2 separate regions of the Cricetulus griseus genome follow, and region 1 is linked to region 2. A link is a contact called in public Hi-C data. All regions are on one chromosome and are shown on one strand. Each heading gives the region's core, a stretch centred on a gene start, on an enhancer-like site or on the middle of the called end of the contact. The rest is flanking DNA. Distances are from core to core; before and after follow the strand shown. Region 1 overlaps Septin9 (septin-9). Region 2 overlaps LOC103161706 (a long non-coding RNA gene).

Region 1 (5,530 bases), core at 1,254-3,753, 280 kb before region 2:
GATTTTGGACTTGAAGAGGGTATTGATTAAGGTGGACTTCCCGAGGCCACTCTGCCCTGGGGAGGGAAGGGGAGGCCGGTCAGGAGGCTCTCCAAGAGCACAGCTTATGGCTAAACCACACTGTGACCACTGGGTTCACAACATCCTTAGATAGCCCCACCTGGGGCTTCACCTCCTAAGCAGACATCCAGGGTTGAGTTTAAACACACAATGTGGGGCTTTGGGGCCTGGCTTGACTTGGCCAGAGCTCCTTCCTGGCCTTAGAGAAGCTACTCAAAGCAGGAAGGAACACTAAGACTCTAGAGGAACGGGTCCAGATAGCTACAGAGGATGACAGCCCCAAAGACAGGTGGAGGCTATCTGTGAATCTGGACAGAGCAGACACACACAGACACAGTTCCCCAGACAGTGGGGGAAGCCACCTGACTCTATTTGGTTTAGGACGTCACCCTATGGGAGCGTTTGCCCAGATACCACCCTGGAGAATCAACAGAGTGAAAAACTGGGTCATAGACCAGGTATGGTGGTGCATCTTAATCCCAGCACCTGGGACGCAAAGGCAGGCAAGGTCTCTGAGTTCAAGGCCAGCCTGGTCTACAGATCGAGTTCCAGCCTAGTCACAAAGTGAAACCTGATGGGGTTGTCCTTCTGTGTATATGTTTCTCTTAATGGTTGATGAATAAAACACTGTGTGGCTAGTGGCCAGGCAGGAAGGATAGGAGAATTCTGGGAAATGTAGTCAGATAGGAGTCGCAGTGTGAGCCTGGGAAGTGAGGACACACCAGGCATTCTCTGGGAAGCCAAGACCACGTGGAAATACACAGATTAATAGGAATGGGTTAATAATTAAGACAGAGCTAGCCAATAAGGAGCCCTCGCCGCCACTGGCCAATAGTATTATAATTAATATAAATCTCTGAGTGTTCATTTTGGGGCTCAAGAGTGGAGGGACATGCCTAGCTAGAAAATCTCCATAACAGAAACCCTATCTCTAAACAAACAAACAAACAAACAAACACAATTGGCTTGTTTCTTCCAGCCAAGCAGATCCCCTTTCACAAGGGTTCAGAGAGGACCTCGTGTGTGTGTGTTTGTGTGTGTGTGTGGGGGGGGTGTCAAGGGTTTTCTGTGCCTGCTGCACACAGCCCATCCAGCTCACACTCATTATCTGCCTACCACTGGTGACTTCTAGCTCTCCACGGCCGCCACAGGAGGAAGAAAGTGGCTACGACACCCCACTTCCTGGGTGAGCAACTTAGTTGTGCCTCCAGGAAGCCTCCAGCCAAGCCTGGGGCAATAACAAGGGGTCACTCAGCAGAACTCGGAGCTGGAGGCCGCTGTTGCTGGTCACAGAGGGCTTAGTGGATGTGGTCCCTTGCCTCAGCACATGCCCCCATATCTGTCACTTACCAGGTGACATTAAGTGAGAGCTGTCCCCTCACTTTACAGGGGGAGGACATTTTGAGAGTTGCTTGAGTGCTGGGGCAGAGGCTGGCTCCCTGCACGGGCTTGGAGTGGCAGGATGGGCGTGTGGCCAGCAGAGGGCCTCTAACACTCACCAACCAGCAGAGGGCCTCTAACACTCACCAACCAGCAGAGGGCCTCTAACACTCACCAACCACCATGATGTTGAACTCAAAGCCCTGCTTCATGGCCTTCCTGCGCATCTGCTCCAGGATGGAGTCGATCCCCACGTAGCCAAAGTCCACGGGGGCCTTCTCATTCCGTGGCGCGGGTGCTTGCTTGAGCATGGCATCTCTAGGGCTGTCAGCCATGTCGCCAACACAGCTGGGAGCCACTTCGGAGCCTGTGGAGGGAAAAACGGAGAGAGGCTTTAGAACAGCATGCAGAGTTCAGTAACTTGCCGGAGGAACTCTGTGGAATACCTCAGAACTGAAGTTCCCTGCATTGTGCCATCCGACAAGCCCACACCCCTCAGCCACGTGCCTCTCAGGGCTGTCTCTGCCGCTTTGCCACACAGGGCTCCCCCTCATGCATGCCCTTCATCTCTGCTCAGACAGCCTGAGGTAGCTGTGGGACCCGGGGCCCTTCACAGTGCAACAGGTTCACAGGGGAGGGGTGATAGGACCCCTATTTGCCTCTTCCAGATCTGAGACACCCTCACTGGGAATGCCTCTACTCCCAGGCACTTGACCCATGCAGTCCTGAGGCAAAACAGTCTTCCCAGACTGGCAGACACCAGGTGCCCCTCACCCTCAGGCAAAGGCCAGTTTGTTTAGTAGGTCTGTACATAAGCCAAGGGTTAAACTTGAAAACCTCAGCTTCCTTCAGTAGGCTTCGGTTTAACAGTCCTTTCCCTTCTGGGGAAAAAACGGTAAACTCAAGCTGACTCTTTCCCCCACATCCACAACCAACTCTGGAGCTACGGCAGGCATTTCTCTCCATTTTACTGGCATGGCCAGCCGGACCTGCACTTCCTCTCTGCGGGCCCGCTGCCCCACCCCCCTAGGATCGAGTGGTAGAACAGAAGGAAGAAGAGGTTTGCAAAGCCAGCTTCAGGAAGGAGGCATGCGGACCACCCCCACTGCCAGGGGCTGGCTGGATCAGTCCCTTCCTGTTTCTCTGCCTCCATGGGGGTACAGTCACCTCTACTTCCTGGCACTGGGGAGCAACCAAACAAGAGAATACTTGTAAACACACCAGGAGCTGCCAGAGGCTCCACACGTGTGTGTCCCCAAACAATGACAAAGGCAGGTCCTAGGGCAGGGTGCCATCAGAAGCATCCGCAGCCCGAGTCAGGGCAACATTCCTCTCCACCAGGCTTCGGGAGTGTCAGCTCCTCACTCAGAAACACTTCCCGGGGTCTCCAGCAACTTTCAGGAAACAAAGACAGTGCAACTGCAACATCTGGCCCTAGAACCTGTGGCTCCTGGGGCCGCTTCCTGGAGAATGACAAGGGGCCCAGCCTTGCCGTGCGGTTCAGGCCTCGTCCACGTGACTAAAAATTGCTTCCATCTGCCTGAGAGTCTGAGACCCACTTTGCTCCCCCCCCACCTCTCCGCTGAGCATCGAGAGGAGGAAGAGCTGTCCCCCAACTTTCTAATCACCCCCAGTCAAGGAAGGTTTGCCTCAGCCCCAGGTGGCCCTTCTACAAACATCAAGGCTCACAGCAGAAACTCAAACCAAACTAAACATTCAGCCTTCCAGGGGCCCTGCTTGAGAAATAATAAGAACACAGAAAAGCCCCAGCCTTCCCTGGGGGGCTGGAAGCTCTTCTGCTCACCCCTGTGACCCTTTCCACTGGGACACTCCCCATCCACCTGCCCGGCTGGTTGGGAGGTAGACCCTCCACCCAGGGTCGCCTTCGCGCCAAGAATGTGAGCGACCAGAGGCCTTCGCTGACCTCACCCTATCATCACCTATGTCAACAATGCGTTACGGCCACTTCCGCCTTGAAAACAATGTGTGGTAAAACTTAATTTACCATCTTAGCCATTTCTGAGGCACAGGTAAGGCCACTCCCGGAGGCCCTGACCGGCCTCCGACCGGCCTCTGGAAACCTTCATTCTAAGATGCTTGGGTAAGCAGGGGTAGGTGATCTCTGACTTTTGGCCTATTTCATACAGAATAATGTCCTTAAGATTCATCCATGCTATAGAATGTGCCTTTTAAAGGCCAACAATATTCCTTTAATGAACACATTTAAAAACCTCAATTCATATGATTTTATTTTTAAAGTTTTTTTTTTATTTTTAATCATACGCATACAAGTATGTCTGTGTATGGGTATGTGTGCCTTCGTTCAGTGGCCCACAGAGGCCAAAGGAGGGCATCAGATCCCCTCTGGAGCTGGAATTACAGGAAGCCAGCTGTGAGATGCCAGATGGGGGTGCTGAGCTCAGTCCTCTGGAAGAGCAGTCTGTGCTCCCCAGGCTCAGCAGTGAGTCTTTTATCCATAGGCATGTGAGGGATTGCTTCTGGTTGGCTGGTGTGAACGCTATGGTGTGAACATGGGTACACAGGCGCTCTTTGGAGCTTAGGCTAGCTCTCTCTTCCTTTCTCCCTTCCCTCTTCCCCTCAGACCCTATCTTATATGCTGTCTGGTCTGGCTTCAAATCCACTGACGCCCCTGCTTCAGCCTCCTGAATACTGTGATTACCGGCATAAATTATCATGCCCAGCCAGACTTTGCTTTCAACGGTTCTGGACACACACTCGGATGTGAGCTGTTCTATTTTTATTTTTGAGGAACCAGCATAGTTCATCCACGTGACCTCTGAGCAATGGAGACTGAGCTAGTTCAGGAGGGATGCGCTGTAAGAATCTGTTTTAGCTGATTTCAGTTTGAATTACCTACGTGTTCCTGACAAGTGTGTGAGGCCGCCTGGACTCCCACTCTACAGAGGGGAATGGCACTGCATGACACACTGATTCTTTTCTGAAACACACTGGATGGTCCGATGAACAAGATAAGACCTTTGCTGAACGTGGCCCTCCCGGAACTTCCAGGAACTTCACCTGCTTACTGACAGTGAGTCCTGTACTCCTCGCCTGCCTAGAGGGCAGGAGAGTGTTCTCTGACACTCCTCAACCACCCAAGGCTGCGGCCTGCTCAGGGCCACCCTCAACTCCTAGCCCAGCAAGAAACAGAAAGGAGCTACTCAGGAAATAGCTAAACACCAGCAAGGGTGAAAGCACCTGCCACCAAACCTAATGAGCCAAGTCCCATATCTGAGACCCACGGCAGAGAACTGACTCTCTTAAATTGTCCTCAGACCTGGACATGAATGCTATGGAAGGGGCACATGCACACACACACAGACACACAGACACTCACACACTCACACTCACACAGACACACACACACACACACAGACACACACACTCACACACAGACACACACACACTCAGACACACACACTCACACACACACATAGATACACACTCACACACACTCAGACACACACAGACACACACACTCAGACACACACACACTCACACACACACTCAGACACTCACACACTCAGACAGACACACACAGACACACACACTCACACACAGACACACACACACTCAGACACTCACACACACACACTCAGACACACACTCAGACACACACACACAGACACACACACACTCAGACACACACACACAGACACACACACACTCAGACACACACACACTCAGACACACACACACTCACACACACAGAGACATACACACACTCAGACACACACACAGACACACACACACTCAGACACACACACACTCACACACACACACTCACACACACAGAGACATACACACACTCAGACACACACACACAGACACACACACACTCACACACACACACTCAGACACACACACTCACACACACACAGACACACACACACTCAGACACACACACACACACTCACAGACACACACACAGCTACAATGTTCACAGATGCATTAACAAACAATGCATGGTAAGAGCATCTGAGGGAACACGGCTCACCCATAAGAAGGAATAAAGTTAGAAACACAAAAGAATTCCAGTGAACCTTGAAAATACCAAACTGAGGGCGCT
Region 2 (6,366 bases), core at 1,641-4,140:
GCCAGAGAGGATGTCAATAGGACAAGGTGAATCGGAATGGACCTGTCATCTTTTCATGGAAACACAAAGGGGTCTGAACCCCTAAGAAGAAGAGCAGCCATGTTGGAAATGAGGCTTTATGTCCATCTGGCCTTCTCATGTTGCTTTCCTATTGCCCCCCACTAACTTCCAAAAGGGTGAAGGATTCTGTCACAAAGACGGGACATTCATGTGAGGGGGTTCCTATGACAACCAAACTTTCCAGGAGGAAGTGTCAGAAGGCAGAACAACTACAGAGCGATGGAAAGCTCAAGCTCACATTGGGTAAGAAGGGTCCCAGGGCTGGGGATGGGCTTGGTGGTGGAGCCCTTGCTTAGCGTGTCAGGGCCCCGGGTAAAGCCCGTCACCTCCGGAGGGAGAACGGGAGAAAGGCAGGGTCTTGCTTTTCACTCGGTTGCTTTGCCCGAGGTGGCCGATGGCGACTGCATTCTATCGGTATTGCATAACCGTTACATAATTCTCCCAGCTGACAGACTGGGGACAAATGACCTTCCAATGACTTACACACATGCAAGGACAGAGCCATTTCTGCTGTAACTGTGAAACTGATCTGCAAACAAAAACCAGAACAAACCGCCCAAAGCCCAGACAGGCTTCTGCTTGTAAAGATTATAAGAGAATGTATTTCTGTGGTCTTCCTGTTAGCAGTCTAAACAGCGGCTTAAACGAAACAAGCACATCCAGTCTTTGTTGAAGAGCTGAGAACTAAGGGCTTCCCACCCGTGAACAGCAGGGGCAGGGGTGGGAACGAGCAAGGCAACGGGAACACACTTAGACCAGCTAGGGTTGGAGGCACAGGCCTGTAATCCCATCTACTCCTGGAGGTCCTGGCGGCCAGTCACAAGTCCTGGCAGTCTAGACTACAGAGTGATGAGTTAAAGCCCAGCCTCTGCAACGTATCAAGATTGTCTCAAAATAAAAAGTAAAACTGAGGGCTGGGGGCATAGTGGTATAGACATACTCAGTGGTGGAGTACCTGCCTAGCACGCTCAAGGCCATAGGTTCAACCCTTAGCACAGCGCGCGTGCGCACTCACACGCATGCACTCATACACTCACACACTCTCACACACACACACTCACACACACACATTCACACACACACACTCACACACACACACACACACACACACACACACCAGCAGGACCAAGATGGAGGCTGCATGCTTCTAGACATGGGGAATGGACAAGGACTTTGCATGGCAGTGACTGTCTGTACCTGTCAGCGTGTGTCTCACTCCTGTCATTCCCCAGGCAAAGGCTGGGGGTCCTCTCAGTGGGCATATTCGTCAACATCCGAAGAAAGGCTTCTCACACAGGCTAACTACTCCATGAGGAGTAAACTTTCCTACCACCGCCAAAGAAGAAAGCATGGACAAATTTTAGCTCCAATTCCCAGGAAGCTAACCATCATGTCGTACCGTCCGTCCCCCCCTCGCCCCTCCCCCACTTTGGAGCTTGTTGGACCTTAGGAGACTGGCCCAGCACCCACAAAACCCTTCTTGTCTGTGCCTGGAGTGCTGGCCTTCCCTCTGCAGGGGGTTCTTTCTGTCTTCTCCACATAATACTCTCTTTGGCATTTCCTGGTCTCCTTATCTAAGATTAAAAAACCCAATTCCATCGTCCCCAGCCCTAGCTGCTCTCCTTCCCCACACCTCCTCCATCTTCCCCCAGGGATCCAAAGTTCCCTGAGGGGTCGGGAGCCTGATGAGGCCAACAGTTAGTGTCTAATTAAACTTGATTGGGATCCATCAGAAAGCACAACAACACTTGTCTGATACATCGGAAGGGTGTTAACCGAGCTCACAGGACCACACTTCCAGAACCCTGCCTCTACTTTCCCAGTCAACATCCGTCTCCTAGGGGACGACAATCAGCAATCTAAACCACAGAGGCTCCATCCCACACTCTTCATTTCAGGATGTCCTTGCTTCGGACGTTTCTAAACCCATGGTTCTCAACCTTCCTGATGCTGCGACCCTTTAATGCAGTTCTTTGTGTTGTGGTGACCCCCCCCCCCAACCATAAAGTTATTTTTGTTGCAACTTCATAACTGTAATTTTGCTATCGTTATGAGTGGTAACATAAATACTTTTGGAGATAGAGGTTTGCCAAAAGTATTGTGACCCACAGGCTGAGATCCAGTTAAACCCTTAGCGCTCGGGGAATCCACACAGTGGTACGTGTGGCACGAGAATCCTGAGGAGTGTCTCTGCATGGAAAGACCCATTAGAACATGTCCCCAACTGCATAAGCCCAGACTGGGGTCAGCTGTTCTAGGACATAAGCATTTCTCAGGGACAGAGTACAACTGGGACCAACTGACGGATTCCTAAGCAAGAGGCTCACCCTGCAGCTGCACCTCCTACACAGCTCTCCGCTGAAAAAAGTCTTGGCTTAGAATGAACCCTGGGCTTTGTAGTACCCGCTGGCCATTGCAAAGAGCATCCGATGAAGGATCGCGCCTTCTAGTGGACAGGAAGAGAAGCTAAAAATCCTACTTCAATTAACATCTAAGGACTTCTTTTTTGCCTGTGTGTCACAGGTATTTTCCCTCAAGTGCTGTCCACCTTGCTTGTGAGACTCATCCTCTCACCAAGTAGATTATACCAGGGGCCAGTGAACCCTGGGGATCTGCCTGCCTGTCACAGGCCACCACGCCCAGCTTTTTTACTTGGGTTCTGGGGATCAGAGGCTCTTGGATTCACCAAGCACATTACCAGCTCAGCTATCTCCCCAGCACAAAGGTCTTGACCACAGATTTCATGGGCCGGCTCTAATCCTTATGGAATCTGGAGAAATGGTCACAGGGGCTCGGGCCTGTCCAGGGCATGCCAAGACCTCATCTTACGCATGGGGTCAACTAGTCAGAGGCAAGGCACAAACAAAGGCTGGGGGATCCATGGGAGATAGAAGGGAACTGGACTTGGCTGGGAACTCTTCCAGCCACGTCAAACATTCGGGCTTCTTCTGTGGAATCTGCATTCCCTGGAGCCCCAAAGGCAGCCAGCAAGCTAGTCACGGGAGCCTGTTGCCACGAAGTCAATAATGACATCAGCCGAGGAAGAGGCCACCTCAGGGCAGCTTTTTAGCCAGAATAGGACCAGATGTAGGTGTTTCCTGGAGGGCCTGGCGTCTCAGGGCAGGCCACCCTGCCTCGTGATCATCTCTCCACTAGTCCCAACTTCTGCCTAAGAAATCCCCGGGCACACTCAGCATGGTGGTGACACTCATACCCACAGCATGGAGACATGATCAGGAATTCAAAGCCAGTGAGTTCCTTCCTGTCTTAAAAAACACAAAAAACAAAAACACCAGGGCCGGGTGGTGATGGTGCACGCCTTTAATCCCAGCACTCAGGAGGCAGAGGCAGGTGGATCTCTGTGAGTTCGAGACCAGCCTGGTCTACAAGAGCTAGTTCCCGGACAGCCTCCAAAAGACACAGAGAAACCCTGTCTCAAAAAACAAACAACAAAACCCCCCACCAGGATCCTAGCAGTGTGGAGGCTGTGGCAGGATGGTGGGGTGTTTGGCCTGGACTACATAGGTACCAAGTCACTGTCTCAAAATCCCAGCCCGACAGTGAACTCAAGAATCCCGCAGCACCCCTTCCTTGACTGACTGGAAGGACCATGGGCTCTCAGTAGCTCCACCCAGCAGCTTTCTGCAGGCTGCCAATCAGACATAGGAGCTGATGTTGCATAAGCAGTCAAACCAGCACTGTGGTGGTCCTGAGGACCTGTGGACAAGAGGCCCCAGTTGCCCAGACAAGTTCTGAGGGCAGACTGGAGCCATCATGAAGACACCACATTCTGTGGGCGGGAAAAACACCCCACACCACGATGAGTCAGGGACATGCCACCAAAACAGCCTACTCCAGAAAGATCACTACAGACTTTTTTTTTCCAGTGTGCATTGCATCCCAACACATAAATTCAGGCAGCAAATAGTCTTTTTCTAGAGACAGCACGCAGACCATGGTGCTGCTTTTGTGAGGCCCAAATGTGGATGTTCAGGCGATGCCAGAAGCTCCCTGCCTTGGTGGCACCGGGGCATGGTCACCATCACAATCCCTGTATCAAGGCACTCCAGGTAAAACAGGGAAGTGTCATGCCCAAGTCCACAGGGCTGGCTGATGCTAGAGCTGGGACATGAAGCCCCAGTGGAAAACCCAGGTGTTTCTGCCTCCACGACGAGAGCCCTTCCTAGGTCACCTAAGGGGCTGCTGGACACCAGAAACATGGTATCTTTAAGTCCTTCAGATTATTGGTTGGTTGCAAACCACCAAAGACCTTACATCACAGTATTGAAATGATAGCCCTGCAGACCAACTGGGTAGCTCCTCAGGAGTTAGCTGGAGAGTGGGATGGGAAGACCACGAAGAGGCCCGATGAGTCACATCCAGTGACATAATGTAAACCAAGGGGACAGGCTGCTGGCCCAGCAAGCCAGCCTTCCACACTATGCCAAGAACCCAAGCCCAATGTGGGAGATAAGCCATACTGGCCCTGTTCCTGCAAATAACCAAACCCTCCATCACCAGCAGTGTACCTAATCTGTGACCAGGTCCCCTAGACATGCAATTGGGCAGAGGTGGGGACAATGGTAGTTCTGATCCTGCTAAGGGCGCTGTGCTAGAGGAACAAGGGTACAGGACAGAGGTAGCACAGAGGAATAGTCTGTGTGGTAACTCCTACAGCGAGGGCAAGGAGCACCCACAGGGCTGGGATCCCAGAGACCATGGACATCTCCCCATCAAGACACCTCTCACAATTTCATTTCCTTGGGTTCACTGTGCCCCTAGCACCTACACCCCCTACAGAACTTTTTGGATGGCCGTGTGCTTCATGCCCAAAACAGCCGGGAATCCTGAGCTTTTCACCCCAGCACCCGAGAGGCAAAGACAGGTGGATCTCTGATCCTGTCAGACAAGCAATCAAGACAGAGTATGGTCAAATGCCATTTATTTACAGCCACCACACAGCAGTCTTAAGCCGGTGAACACCCCCAAAACATATCAGAGTCAAACCCGACAGGTCCAAGTGCACGCAGCAGGGCCTGGTTTTCACTCAGTGTACACACACCAATCTTCCAGGCAAGTGACCTGAAAAAAGAAAGCACACGCCATCAGTCTTCATCCTACTTCAAGCCTCAACATTTAGTTAAAGCCACCAGGCCACCCTTCCCCATCCAGGTGGGTGTACAAGGTGCCAAGTTCCTGCTTCTACTCACACATCCTTCTACATGTACACAAACTGCCGGCACTGTGGCCTTTCCTTGGAAACCTGCTGGTCAACAGCCACAAGCCAGGTCTCTGGTGACAAAGGCCCCTGCAGCTCAGCACTGGCTCAAACTCATCCCCATTTGAGCCCCCTCCTCCCCTCCTGCCATGTCCTCAACTGTGCATCCTGCCCCACCTGTAGCCCCCTCAGAGGCCCACAACCGGACAAGTCCCCACGTGTGCAGTCTCTCATTACTTGCTGATGTCTACTTGGACAGATGCCAAGTCCCCTAACAACCAGGACCTCACACACTAAGCACATGAGCTACCGCTGAGCCACACTCCAGCAAGGTCTACAAGCCCCTGAAAATCGAGTGGCAAGCCGTTAACCACGGCAGATCCGATGTGTGCTAGACCCAGGACCGCCAACATGGTGACCACTGGCTCCACAGGGCTACGTTATAATACAAATTCTAGTCCCTCGACCACACTGACAGCACGTGAGGCCCCTGGTTGCTCAGGGGAGTCCAGGTGAACTATTTCCATCATCAGAGTCTGTCTGGTTATACCGCTGTCTTACACAGTGATGTATATGGATCGCAAATGTATGTGTGTCTTTTTGTTTAAACTCCACGAGGGTCGGGGCATGTTCCCAGTAAGAAGAGTGCCCAGCATGCACAAAGCCTTGACATTGATCCCAGCACCACATAAGCCAAGTGTGGTAGAAGGTGCCTGTAAGCCAGCAATCCGGGTGTAGAGGCCATCCTCAGCTACATAACGAGTTAAAGGGCACCCCGGGGCTAAATGAGCCCTATCTTGGAGGATGGTGATGCTATCGCTGGAGAGAGATGGCTCAGCAGTTAAGAGCGCTTGCTCTTACAGAGGACCTGGGTTCAGTTCCACACTGGGGCTCACACCCATCTCTAATTCCACTTTGAGGGGATCTGGCACCCTCTGGTGACCTCTGAGGGCACCAGAGAAACATCCACACACATAAAACCTTTTAAAAATAATCTACAACAAGGGACCGGAGTAATGAACCAAATATTTACTTTTGGAGGAAACAAACGATATTAAAGCTCCTCGGAGTTCCGAGAGAGCGGCCCT

Evidence for each region. Hi-C and Micro-C count contacts between places; a contact is called where the count stands out from the background.
Region 1: a Hi-C map of liver shows a contact between it and region 2, with 4 times the contacts expected there. The contact joins two enhancer-like sites. A contact is called at or near these places in 5 of 8 Hi-C or Micro-C datasets (the CHK-Q cell line, the CHO-K1 cell line, fibroblasts and 1 more).

The regions. Positions count from the first base shown.
Region 1 is chr7:129,909,689-129,915,218 of CriGri-PICRH-1.0, reverse strand. Septin9 (septin-9) reads right to left here. Exons shown (of 12, transcript XM_027425556.2): 4 at 1,616-1,807; 5 at 1-56. Among named protein-coding and RNA genes, the nearest start is that of Septin9, 120 kb to the right of the region's middle. Within about 2 kb of position 2,503, at least 1 of the 6 cell types and tissues checked has open chromatin away from gene starts, as enhancers often do.
Region 2 is chr7:129,632,890-129,639,255 of CriGri-PICRH-1.0, reverse strand. It overlaps LOC103161706 (a long non-coding RNA gene), which reads left to right. Exons shown (of 3, transcript XR_003487121.2): 2 at 176-303; 3 at 1,293-2,550. It overlaps LOC103161708 (a long non-coding RNA gene), which reads right to left. Exons shown (of 2, transcript XR_004770820.1): 2 at 4,986-5,142. Among named protein-coding and RNA genes, the nearest start is that of Sec14l1, 42 kb to the left of the region's middle. Within about 2 kb of position 2,890, at least 1 of the 6 cell types and tissues checked has open chromatin away from gene starts, as enhancers often do.